2 separate regions of the Pelodiscus sinensis genome follow, and region 2 is linked to region 1. A link is a contact called in public Hi-C data. All regions are on one chromosome and are shown on one strand. Each heading gives the region's core, a stretch centred on a gene start, on an enhancer-like site or on the middle of the called end of the contact. The rest is flanking DNA. Distances are from core to core; before and after follow the strand shown. Region 1 holds the start of UBA5 (ubiquitin like modifier activating enzyme 5). Region 2 holds the start of DNAJC13 (DnaJ heat shock protein family (Hsp40) member C13).

Region 1 (6,229 bases), core at 3,562-6,061:
ATTTGCATTCCTCTCTTGAAGGAGGAATCCAATGCAGAGATACCCATGGAGGAAGCAAATGGGAGGAAGCGACTAGTGGCATCACTAGTCGACTATCCAATAACCTTATATTTATCGGATAGTCGACTTGTCGCTTACATCTCTAGGTTACCCTTCTTCTTTTTCCTTCCTGTAACCTTCTGCCTAGTCTGTTCCTACCCTCTTTATTACATCCAGTGTAACTATGAAATTCTGGGATGCTATGCAGTACTAGTGAGGAGTTGTGTCACCCATGACCTATAACCTTGGGTGTCTCACAATGCTTTGCTGAGGTAGTGTCCAACATGGATCACTCACAAACAGCCTTTGAGCATGCAGGTCTTACTCAGCGTGTCTGTCTTCGCACAACAGGGGACCCGAAGGCCTGGGGGCTGAATGCGGCTCCCAGCTTGACTGGATCCAGTTCCTGAGTCTTGGGGCTTCACCAGCCTCAGTTACCACAAGCAGGGTTACTTCCAAATTGAGAACATGCACACGTACCTCTGCTGAGAACCACTGTTTCAGATCACACACGGGCTAATTTCTCTGGTGCCTTTCTTCAGTCAATAGAATACGAGAAAATACTAAAGGCTCTAATCACTAAAGAATTGTTAAAAGGCCTAGGCACTGTTGCTTATTTCTAACATACAGCTATAAAGTCAATCATAAAAGAGTTCTTCAAAGAGTTTTTTCTTCAATCAAATCCTGTTTATATCCACATTGAACTTGTGCCCAGTAGGGTAGGCTGCTGCTGTTCAGTAAATAAACTTTGAACACAGTAACATGTTTTGTAACTGGTGAACTTTCACACTCAGGATATTTTGTTTCTCAGTGATGATAACATGCAGTCATGATTTTCCTTGGTGTCCCTCTTTAATTGCGCAATGAACTCAGTGCAGTACAGCATATACTTCTGGCTTTGTTCAATATATGTAAATGTATTTAACTGATGCACTTTGACAGGCAGATTACAGATGTTGCCACAGACATTAGGGTAATGGGTGCATTAAAAACAAGTAAGATACCAAAACCTAGGATTGGAAAAAGGCAAATGTAGTGCCCATCTTCAAAAAAGGGAAGAAGGACGATCCAGGGAACTATAGGCCGGTCAGTCTTACCTCGGTTCCTGGAAAAATCATGGAAGGGATCCTAAAGGAATCCATTTTGAGACACTTGGATGAGAGGAAAGTGATCAGGAATAGTCAGCATGGATTCACAAAGGGCAAGTCGTGCTTGACCAATCTGATTAGCTTCTATGATGAGGTAACTGGCTCAGTGGACATGGGAAAGTCAGTGGATGTTATATACCTTGACTTTAGCAAGGCTTTTGATACGGTCTCCCACAATATTCTTGCCAGCAAGTTAAGGGAATGCGGATTGGATAAATGGACGGTAAGATGGATAGAAAGATGGCTAGAAGGCCGGGCCCAGCGGGTAGTGATCAATGGCTCGATGTCAGGATGGCGGTCAGTTTCTAGTGGAGTGCCCCAAGGTTCGGTTCTAGGACCGGTTTTGTTCAATATCTTTATAAATGACCTGGATGAGGGGATAGATTGCACCCTCAGCAAGTTTGCAGATGACACTAAGCTAGGGGGAGAGGTAGATACGCTTAAGGGCAGAGATAGGGTCCAGAGTGACTTAGACAAATTGGAGGATTGGGCCACTAGAAATCTCATGAGATTCAACAAAGACAAGTGTAGAGTCCTGCACTTGGGACGGAAGAATCCCAAGCATAGTTACAGGCTGGGGACCAACCAGTTAAGTAGTAGTTCTGCAGAAAAGGACCTGGGGGTTACAGTGGATGAGAAGCTAGATATGAGTCAACAGTGTGCCCTTGTAGCCAAGAAGGCTAATGGCATATTAGGATGCATTAAGAGGAGCATTGCCAGCAGATCCAGAGATGTCATTATTCCCCTTTATTCGGCTTTGGTGAGGCCACATCTGGAGTAGTGTGTCCAGTTCTGGGCCCCCCACTACAAAAAGGATGCGGACGCATTGGAGAGGGTCCAGCGGAGGGCAACCAAAATGATTAGGGGTCTGGAGCATATGACCTACGAGGAGAGGCTGAGGGACTTGGGTCTGTTTAGTCTGCAGAAGCGAAGAGTGAGGGGGGACTTGATAGCAGCCTTCAACTTCCTGAAGGGAGGTTCCAAAGAGGATGGAGAGAGGCTGTTCTCAGTAGTGACAGATGGCAGAACAAGGAGCAATGGTCTCAAGTTGTGGTGGGAGAGGTCCAGATTGGATATTAGGAAAAACTATTTTACTAGGAGGGTAGTGAAGCATTGGAATGGGTTACCTAGGGAAGTAGTGGAGTCTCCATCCCTAGAGGTGTTTAAGTCTCGGCTTGACAAAGCCCTGGCCGGGTTGATTTAGATGGGATTGGTCCTGCCTAGAGCGGAGGGCTGGACTTGACGACCTTCTGAGGTCTCTTCCAGTTCTATGATTCTATGATAAGGGGATGGTTGGATGAAATAACATGATCTTGGTAACTAATTGACCATTCATTATAGGGAACTTTCTGGGTGTCTGGCTGGTGAGTCTTGCCCACATGCTCAGGGTTTAGCTGATCGCCATATTTGGGGTCAGGAAGGAATTTTACTCCAGGGTAGATTGGCAGAGGCCCTGGAGGTTTTTTGCCTTCCTCTGTAGCATTGGGCACAGATCACAGCTGAAGGACTCTCTGCATGTTGGGGCCTTCAAAGTATTGGAAGGCTTCAATATCTGAGACATAGGTGAGAGGATTATTCTAAGAGGGGTGGGCGAGATTCTGTGGCCTGCACTGTGCAGGGGGTCAGACTAGATGATCATAATGGTCCCTTCTGACCTTAAAGTCTATGAGTCTATGAGGAGCTTTGCCTACCTCACAGGCAATTACCATTTCCAGTATTTCTAGGATTGATCCATATTTTGAAGGATGACCCTATTACAAACAACATTCACAACTCCCAAAGTCTTTCTTAGAGCTACCTAAACCAGTGGTTCTCAACCTTCCCAAACTGCTGAGTCCAATTTGTCTTGTGTACCTCAAGTTTCACCTCACTTATAAAACCTGATATACAAATAAAGAAACATCATAGCACACTATTACTGAACAATTGCTTGCTTTCTCATTTGTCTATGAAATTTTAGCTTGCACTGGCTTTGCTAGTTCTTTTTATATAGCCTGTTGTGAAATTAGGCAAATATCCAGAAAAGTTGACTTACTCTCAGAGGTTGCGGGAAGCATTCCCTGTAAGCTGTGCACTTGGGTGGGTCATCCAGAAGAGGCTCTGGAGCACTTTACCCTTACTCCCTAGCCACAGCAAACAGGGGGAAAAAACACACAATGACCAGGTAAAGGCAGCTACAGCCTCCTCACCCCCTGAACTGGCACCTTTGCCCCCCACACACTCACCTGCTTTACACCTCCCAGCCCCCTGCTCTGACCCACCTGCAGCCTCCTGTTCTGAGCCCCTCTTCATACCCCTTTGCCCTGAGTCCCTCATACATCCCAACCCTGACTCCTGCAGCCCATTTCCCTGCCCTCTGCTCTAACTTCTGCACCCATACACCCGAATCCTCTGCCCTGAGCTTCTCCCCTCCCCCATTCTTCAACCTACACTTAAATTTCTTGCAGGTACTATTGTATTGCCAGCAACCCCACACACCCTAAGGCCTCCCTTCAAGGGGGGAGCAGTTGTGAGAGGATAATATCTGTAAGAAATGATAAGTTATTTTCATGCCAGGTGCACATAAAATTTATTGTGCACGTGGACTGAAAAAAACTGAGGGACTATTGGCTGTGGGTAGGAGTGAGAAGCACAAACTTAAATGACAGCGAGTTTTACGTTGTAGCAGTGGACCTTGCATTCTTACACTTAAAACCACTGAGATTCAGGCTTTGTCCATACTTAACCATTTAAAACACAGCCACAGACGTGCTTTATACTGGAAACGTAGCCATGGCAGGAGCGTTGGGAGAGTGCATTCCATGTAAAACACTTTTGCATGAGGAGTAGCTTATGATTCACATTGGCATGTTACAGACGAGTAGTCCTGCAGCACCTTAGAGACTAACAAATATATATATCTGTGGTATCATGAGCTTTCCTGGGCAAAACCCACCTCAGATGAGCTTCAATGGCACTTTACAGCGCTGTAACTTGATGCACTGAGAGGGAGAAGGGGGTGTTCACATCCCTGAGCCAGAAAGTTACAGCGCTGTAAAGTACCAGTGTGGACTTGGCCACAGAGATTTGTGCCACAAGAAGCCACAATCTAGGGACAGGCAGCGCGCAGCTCCGATTCCAGCACAAGTTTTGGGGCTGATTTTCCTCGCTGGGCAAGCAATGCTCCCTGGGCTTTCTCGGACACTGTCGTGGGTGAAACAAGGCAGCACCCGCCGCTTGGCGTCCTGGCTGGCTGATGCAGGTGTGACGGGAGCGTTTTGTCCTGGGAGGGCAATGGGAAGAGGCAGCCACAGCCCGGGCGCGCTTGGGGGCCCCCGCAGGGTTACCTGTACTGCCTGGCTGTCAGCGCTTCAGGGGGCTGCAGAGGAAAGCCGGGCAAATGGCGGGACAGGTATTGCTCCAGGGCCGCCTGGTCAAACCTGTGCTGCGCCCTCACCGCCGTGGTGCCAGGCTCAGCTGCCATCGTCCACCCAGCCAGCCCAAGTACGCTAGCAGCGTAACCGCACCTCCTCCCCCCGACCTACGCCAGGCAACGCCCCCCCTCCCGGCGTACGCTATTGGCGCAAACAGTCCCCTGGCCTGGAGGCTCCTCCTCCCGTGGGAAAGGCTTGAGTTGCCTGAAGTGAAGGGATGCGGGGCGAAGGGGTCAGGCAGGCTGTTGGTTTAGATGCAGTGAGAGCAAACTTAGCTTCTCCCCCAGTCCCAGCGATCATTGCCAACTTGTGCGTCTGACAGACAACTAGTCACAGGTGCTGGCACCTATGTGTGTGTCGTAGCTAAAGTAAGTTTTCCCATTTCCAGCTACAGAGCTGGTGGGGGATGCGTGTGTGTGAAGATTTGGTATAAAATGTGAAATTGTGAGGGGTTTTACATTTGTTTTAATTCAGGTGTGGAAGATTCTAGCCAGAGCATTTCACTAGTAAGCAATCATAGTGTGGCACATGTGAATGACAACCGGGTTCCCATGTATCTCAGACAACCACTAGGTAACTTAAGCAAAATGCAGGACAATGTAGCACTTTAAAGACTAACAAGATGGTTTATTAGATGATGAGCTTTCGTGGGCCAGACCCACTTCCTCAGATCCTGGGTCTGGCCCACGAAAGCTCATCATCTAATAAACCATCTTGTTAGTCTTTAGAGTGCTACATTGTCCTGCATTTTGCTTCAGCTACCCCAGACTAACACGGCTACATTTCTATCACTAGGTAACTTGTAACTCACAGCTGTATCGCAGCAATCGGAGTGTGATGTTTCACCTACAAATCTATCACAACGCTGAACAGATACCACGTTGAAACATCAGCTTACAAGCCTGCTGACCGATGTTTTAAAATATAACCATGTGATATCATTCTTTCCAATTCTCCCGATTTTATAATAAATCTTTTTATATTCGAGTTTTTTCCTCCTTTTACTTCTAACTTCCAGAGTCAGTCAAATGGTGAAGAAATTGCAGCCTTCACTTAAAAAAATGGAAGTTTCTAGCCGTAATGATTGCCTGAAAGCGCTGAAAATGTGTCTCAAACATCAGAAGACAAATATAAAGCACCCAACAGGTATTATTTAATAACATCTATTGTATTATTTTTCAGCTAAATTCCTGATATGTAGGGGCACGACTAAAGACGTTTTCAATGCCTACGGTTGGTAATGCAGAATCAAAAGCATGCCACAGAGGGCGGGGAAGTGTTTATAACAACTGTGTATGGCCGATGAGGGGGTAAGTAAAATGTACTGTTTGTGCCTCCTGTGCAGGGCAGTGTATATAGTGCCTATAATACCGTGTCTGTGGTTTCTGTCATTCTACATATTGCTTTGTGTATGTCTCCTGCTCTAAGGCAGTGTTGCCACACATTGTTATTATAGATATTAATGCAGGTGCTACATTTCGGGCTCGGGCCTCACTAGCATTTATTTTCTATGGGTTAATGATCGTGACTGTATGTTAATACTTCGGGCACACCGCCGATGGCAGCCGACTTGCCCTCCCCAGCGCCCCCTGCCGTTCGGCCTCGCGTCGTGCCCGGAACTCTGCTGGC
Region 2 (6,023 bases), core at 2,728-5,227, 170 kb before region 1:
CCCCTTCTGTGCCTCTCGACTCCAGCATGTCAGGCCAGGGCCGGTCCCTCAATTCCTAGGAAAGACGAAAATATGAGGTGGGCGTCCCCATAGAACCTTGGGAGGTCAAACACCTAACCCGACCAGCAGGTAGAGGGTAGATTGACACTCAAAGTGAGTGTGCTGCTGGACCCACCTTTATACTCATGGGGTCACGTATTTCTCTTTCTTATCTGTGATGCCAAATGGTGCTGGTCTGTCTTTTGTGAGACCAGCTCTTACAAGGGAGTTGTGAACTTAATTTACACTTGTAAGAGAAATAAATTGGAAGTACTAGGGATTCTTTTCTCAGTGGGAGATTCCTCTCCCAGGGACTGTGTGTGATTGTATCAACATGGGTGCCAGCTGGGCAGTTCTCGCAGCCTTGAGGCGAGCTTATTGCCTTAATCTGTCTCTTCTCATATCTATGTTTTCAGCTTCTCAGGATCAGATGAGCCAGCATAGACTATGCTGATTTTATTGCTCCTTCTCTGTCCTGTATGCTTCAGGAACCTCAGAGAGGCAAATAAGATGGATGTGGGGGGGGAGGGGGCCTGTCTGGCTACACCCTCTGAGCCCCAGAGGATAGCGAGGGGGGGCAGATGCCTCTGGGTGTCACACTAGGGGGTTGTCAATTTAGCTGCCTGTGAATAGCTTCTGCAGCGCAGCCTGGGCGAGACAGTGAGACTTGGCTTCTTTTTACGCTGACAGCCTCTGTGCGAGATCAGAACAACCCTATCATGGCAACCCTGAGTTTGGGGGATGGAGGGGTGGCAGCTGGAGTTCAGGGCTGACTCTAACTTCTGCCCTCTTCCGGTCCAGCTGGAGGCTAGGGTGCAGCTGCAGGTCGGGCAGACCCCAGAGCTATGAAACTCCCAAGAGCATCAGGGGCAGTTGCAGGTGAGGGATGACCTCTAGAGCTAGGTCTCTCCACTTGCTGCAGGGGAGTAGATGGAAACTGGGGCCAGCTCCTGGAGTCCCTTGTCCCCATGAGGATCCGCCACAAGAGCTGCGTCATACTCATCATTGGCCAGCCCTGGTAAGCTACCCCTGCCTTCCAGCGCCCTGCCATGAGCGCTTCACCTTCCACCGCCATCGCTGACTCCTGCACCCTCACTCCCGACCCTAATCCAGCCCCTGGAACTCAACCACCTGCATGACTCCTTAACTCCACCCACATCCCTCCAAACACTAAACCTCTGTTCTGAACCCGCCTCCTGACACTGGAACTCCCTGCCCTGAGCCCCCCCTATATGTCCCATCCCTCTGCTTAAGAACACAAGCAAAGTCAGGGACATTGCTTGGTGCTCTACAGAGACCGGCTCCCATTCTGGCTACGCTGCAACGGCTGCTTGCAATGCAATGCCATCTGGGACCTGCACAGCAGTTTTAATCCCGGTCCTTTTGCAGCCTGGCCTCGTCAGCTTCCTTTGGAAGCCCCGAGTCCCAATCTTCCCATGAGCCACCGTCGTGCTGCCAGGCTTGGTGCGGACACACCTGATGCACACAGCGTGCCGCACCACAAGGAGCTCAAATAATTCTCTAGCCTCAGCTGCCCATATGGGTGTGGTTGATTGTCATCCCAAACGGCCGGGCCCTGCTCGCCTTGTGGGCTGCTAACTCCTGCTTCCCACATGGCAAATTCTGCACTTTAGCCAGATGGGAGCAGCATGGAGGGACCAAACCAAACCCTTTTCACGTTCCCCTCCCAGCGCAGACTGGAATGTGTAAAGTCCCACAGGTAGTAACAGATGATGGGGGTGGATGCACAAATTTTGCGTTTGCCCCCAGGGCACCTGACCCTCCCTAGGCCTCTACCCCAGCCCTGTGAGCCCCGCCCTCACACTGACCCTCCCCCAGCCCCGCCCTCTGAGCCCCGCCCACACACTGACCCTCCCCAGCCCTGCCCTCTGAGCCCCGCCCACACACTGACCCTCCCCCAGCCCTGCCCCGAGCCCCGCCCACACACTGACCCTTCCCCAGCCCTGCCCCGAGCCCCGCCCAAAAACTGACCCTCCCCAGCCCTGCCCCGAGCCCCGCCCACACACTGACCCTTCCCCAGCCCTGCCCCGAGCCCCGCCCACACACTGACCCTCCCCAGCCCGGCCCCCTGAGCCCCGCCCACACACTGACGCTCCCCCAGCCCCGCCCTCTGAGCCCCGCCCACACACTGACCCTCCCCAGCCCTGCCCCGAGCCCCGCCCACACACTGACCCTTCCCCAGCCCTGCCCCGAGCCCCGCCCACACACTGACGCTCCCCCAGCCCTGCCCTCTGAGCCCCGCCCACACACTTTGACCCTCCCCCAGCCCTGCCCCGAGCCCCGCCCACACACTGACCCTTCCCCAGCCCTGCCCCGAGCCCCGCCCACACACTGACCCTCCCCAGCCCGGCCCTCTGAGCCCCGCCCACACACTGACGCTCCCCCAGCCCTGCCCTCTGAGCCCCGCCCACACACTGACCCTCCCCAGCCCGGCCCCCTGAGCCCCGCCCACACACTGACCCTCCCCCAGCCCGGCCCCCTGAGCCCCGCCCACACACTGACCCTCCCCCAGCCCGGCCCCCTGAGCCCCGCCCACACACTGACCCTCCCCAGCCCGGCCCCCTGAGCCCCGCCCACACACTGACGCTCCCCCAGCCCTGCCCTCTGAGCCCCGCCCACACACTGACCCTTCCCCAGCCCTGCCCCGAGCCCCGCCCACACACTGACGCTCCCCCAGCCCCGCCCTCTGAGCCCCGCCCACACACTGACCCTCCCCAGCCCCGCCCTCTGAGCCCCGCCCACACACTGACGCTCCCCCAGCCCCGCCCTCTGAGCCCCGCCCACACACTGACCCTCCCCCAGCCCCGCCCTCTGAGCCCCGCCCACACACTGACCCTCCCCAGCCCTGCCCTCTGAGCCCCGCCCACACACTGACCCTCCCCCGGCCCCGCCCTCTGAGCCCCGCCCACACACTGACCCTCCCCCAGCCCCGCCCTCTGAGCCCCGCCCACACACTGACCCTCCCCAGCCCTGCCCTCTGAGCCCCGCCCACACACTGACGCTCCCCCAGCCCCGCCCTCTGAGCCCCGCCCACACACTGACCCTCCCCCAGCCCCGCCCTCTGAGCCCCGCCCACACACTGACGCTCCCCCAGCCCTGCCCTCTGAGCCCCGCCCACACACTGACCCTCCCCAGCCCGGCCCCCTGAGCCCCGCCCACACACTGACCCTCCCCCAGCCCGGCCCCCTGAGCCCCGCCCACACACTGACCCTCCCCCAGCCCGGCCCCCTGAGCCCCGCCCACACACTGACCCTCCCCAGCCCGGCCCCCTGAGCCCCGCCCACACACTGACGCTCCCCCAGCCCTGCCCTCTGAGCCCCGCCCACACACTGACCCTTCCCCAGCCCTGCCCCGAGCCCCGCCCACACACTGACCCTTCCCCAGCCCTGCCCCGAGCCCCGCCCACACACTGACGCTCCCCCAGCCCCGCCCTCTGAGCCCCGCCCACACACTGACCCTCCCCAGCCCCGCCCTCTGAGCCCCGCCCACACACTGACGCTCCCCCAGCCCCGCCCTCTGAGCCCCGCCCACACACTGACCCTCCCCCAGCCCCGCCCTCTGAGCCCCGCCCACACACTGACCCTCCCCAGCCCTGCCCTCTGAGCCCCGCCCACACACTGACCCTCCCCCGGCCCCGCCCTCTGAGCCCCGCCCACACACTGACCCTCCCCCAGCCCCGCCCTCTGAGCCCCGCCCACACACTGACCCTCCCCAGCCCTGCCCTCTGAGCCCCGCCCACACACTGACCCTTCCCCAGCCCTGCCCCGAGCCCCGCCCACACACTGACCCTCCCCCAGCCCTGCGCCCCGCCTACTCTCAGAACCCGCCCCCAACCTATCTCTGCCCCGCGGGCTGACAGCGGCTCTCCGGCGTGCGCATGCGCACAGAGGCTGGTCTAAGGGCGGGGCGGTCTCTCGACGGGCAAGGGGACGGGGCGAGTCAGCTGACCGGTCCCGTGACAGTGTGGGACCCGACGGGGCTTGCGCACGGAGGGCGTTTCGCTGCCGGAGTGAAAATGGCGGCGTCCAGCGCCAGGCTCTGAGGGGCTCAGAGAGGCGGGGCGCTGCAGGCAGGGCAGGTGAAGCGCCGGCGGCAGCGTGCGGGTCTGTTCGCTGCTGTGAGCTCCAGCGCCGGCTGCGGCCAGGCGGTAGCAGGGGCTGGCGGGGACCGGGCAGCGCAGCTCACCGGCCAGGTAAACCCCGCGGGGCGGCGGGATCCCGCCGTGTCCGGCCCGCTCGGGGCGTGTGTGAGTGACAGCCCCGTGCGCTGCCGGCAGCTCGGTAACCGCCGGGGTGGCTGTGACGCCCCCTCCCCCAAACCCGGGCACCGACTCCTGCACGCCGGGCATCCACCCCTGCTATTCCCCGCATCTCTCCACTGGCTCCGAGGCGGGGGTGCAGGGGAGGCTGCCACAGCCCGCCCCTCTCCAAGCACCTTTCCCCTCTTGCCCCATTGGGAGGGGGTAGCATGGAGGAGGCTCATATACACCTTTTCCTGCCCCACCTGGAGGAGAACTCGTAGTGGGGAGGCTGTTAGACACCTGGCGAAATCCTCTCCCCCACCCCTTCGGAAAGAGCCTGACACACCTGTTGCAAAAAACTCTTTGAGTGGTTTTTTTTTCCCCTGTACATCGGGAGGTAAGGTAACATTTACTGTAAAACTTGCTACTCCCTTTGCTGCTGCTGATAATTATCGTCCCCAGGGGAGGTGTTAGTGGATGCTTGAAAACTTGAATTTTCTTCTTTCACCGGTGGCTAATAACTCTTAATGTTAGTTTTTATCCTTCATCACTTTTCCTTTCCCACCATTGCATGATAAAAATCTTTGGGCAGAATGGTGCACTTCAGAAATAATTTGAGGATGGGTCACTTATTGTTGAGGAGGGTCCTCTGTCCTCAACGGGAAGTTGGACATCAGGTATCTGCAGCAGGTCTGAAGAGCACAAACTAGAGGCATGCCTTTTGGTTAGGTCTGCCTGAAAATGTGCACTTTCCCTGCAATCCTCATGAGTTTGGATACCTTCCTGCTTCAGTCTGGGTTATTTGCTTCCAAATGGGACTGAAGTTGGTTCAACTTTTCCAACATGAATTATATGATGGAATGGGGTTAGACTTTTGCCAGCAAGGCTGACAAGATTAAAATTGAGTAAATGTTTATCCTCTTACCATTATTTAGTCTGAATTCTTGGTGTTAATGATTCTCAGGAAGTCTCTTTTCCTGTTTCCCTTCTTCAGCCTTGTAAATTTTGAGCCCATGCTTCAGTTTATTTTTAGGAAAGATTTAAGTTTTGGGGATGAATGACTTGTTTCCGTCACTGCTGGCTCTGATATGTATATTCAATATGAAGTGCAAGGGGTGAGAACCTGAGTGATTCTGGTTTCAGCTATATGAATTTCAAGTTGAGGAAATGTGAGGAGCCCCTGCTCTTGCTATTTAACCTCTGCTTCATTTATTGGGCACAGACAAATTGCTGCTATTCTAAAAATTGTAGACTATTTAAATGCTAAATTGTTGTGAGTTTTAGCCCACTAACTTGAATCTTAATCCAGTCTGTGATTGCTGTAGGGGGCTAAAAGTTAAACCACAAAATCAATAATACCATTAGAATTAAAGGTGAAACTTCTTTGGTTAAAAATATGTTCAGCAACTTCCTGCAAATGGAAAGCTAATGCTTAAAGATTCATTCAAGTTAACACTGTTCCTGTGTAACCTATGAACACTTTTCCAAATTTTCTTTCTTCTTTTTGCTGCTGCTTTTGTCTTCCTTAAAGTCTCCATAAAATAACTCAGTTGTAAAAACCAATAAATCCTGTGTGTGTTCAACTGGTTCCTTTGAATGAGCTAGGATGTCACATTGTGTACGTTATATTTAAGTGTCCCGGGAACGGAATCATCAGGTATCATCTTCAGAATGTTCAAACTCTTGGTGTTTCGGGAATGGTTCTTAATGGTCAGACTTTGAT

What was found. Hi-C and Micro-C count contacts between places; a contact is called where the count stands out from the background.
Region 2: a Hi-C map of an unstated tissue shows a contact between it and region 1, with 5 times the contacts expected there. The contact joins the promoter of DNAJC13 here to the promoter of UBA5 in region 1. A contact is called at or near these places in 2 of 5 Hi-C or Micro-C datasets (blood and an unstated tissue).

What each region holds. Positions count from the first base shown.
Region 1 is chr2:179,837,885-179,844,113 of ASM4963464v1, reverse strand. UBA5 (ubiquitin like modifier activating enzyme 5) reads left to right here and starts at 4,811. Exons shown (of 13, transcript XM_025189698.2): 1 at 4,811-4,968; 2 at 5,783-5,910. It overlaps ACAD11 (acyl-CoA dehydrogenase family member 11), which reads right to left and starts at 4,688. Exons shown (of 20, transcript XM_006133149.4): 1 at 4,514-4,688. The coding sequence starts at 4,650.
Region 2 is chr2:180,004,842-180,010,864 of ASM4963464v1, reverse strand. It overlaps DNAJC13 (DnaJ heat shock protein family (Hsp40) member C13), which reads left to right and starts at 3,977. Exons shown (of 57, transcript XM_075921899.1): 1 at 3,977-4,252.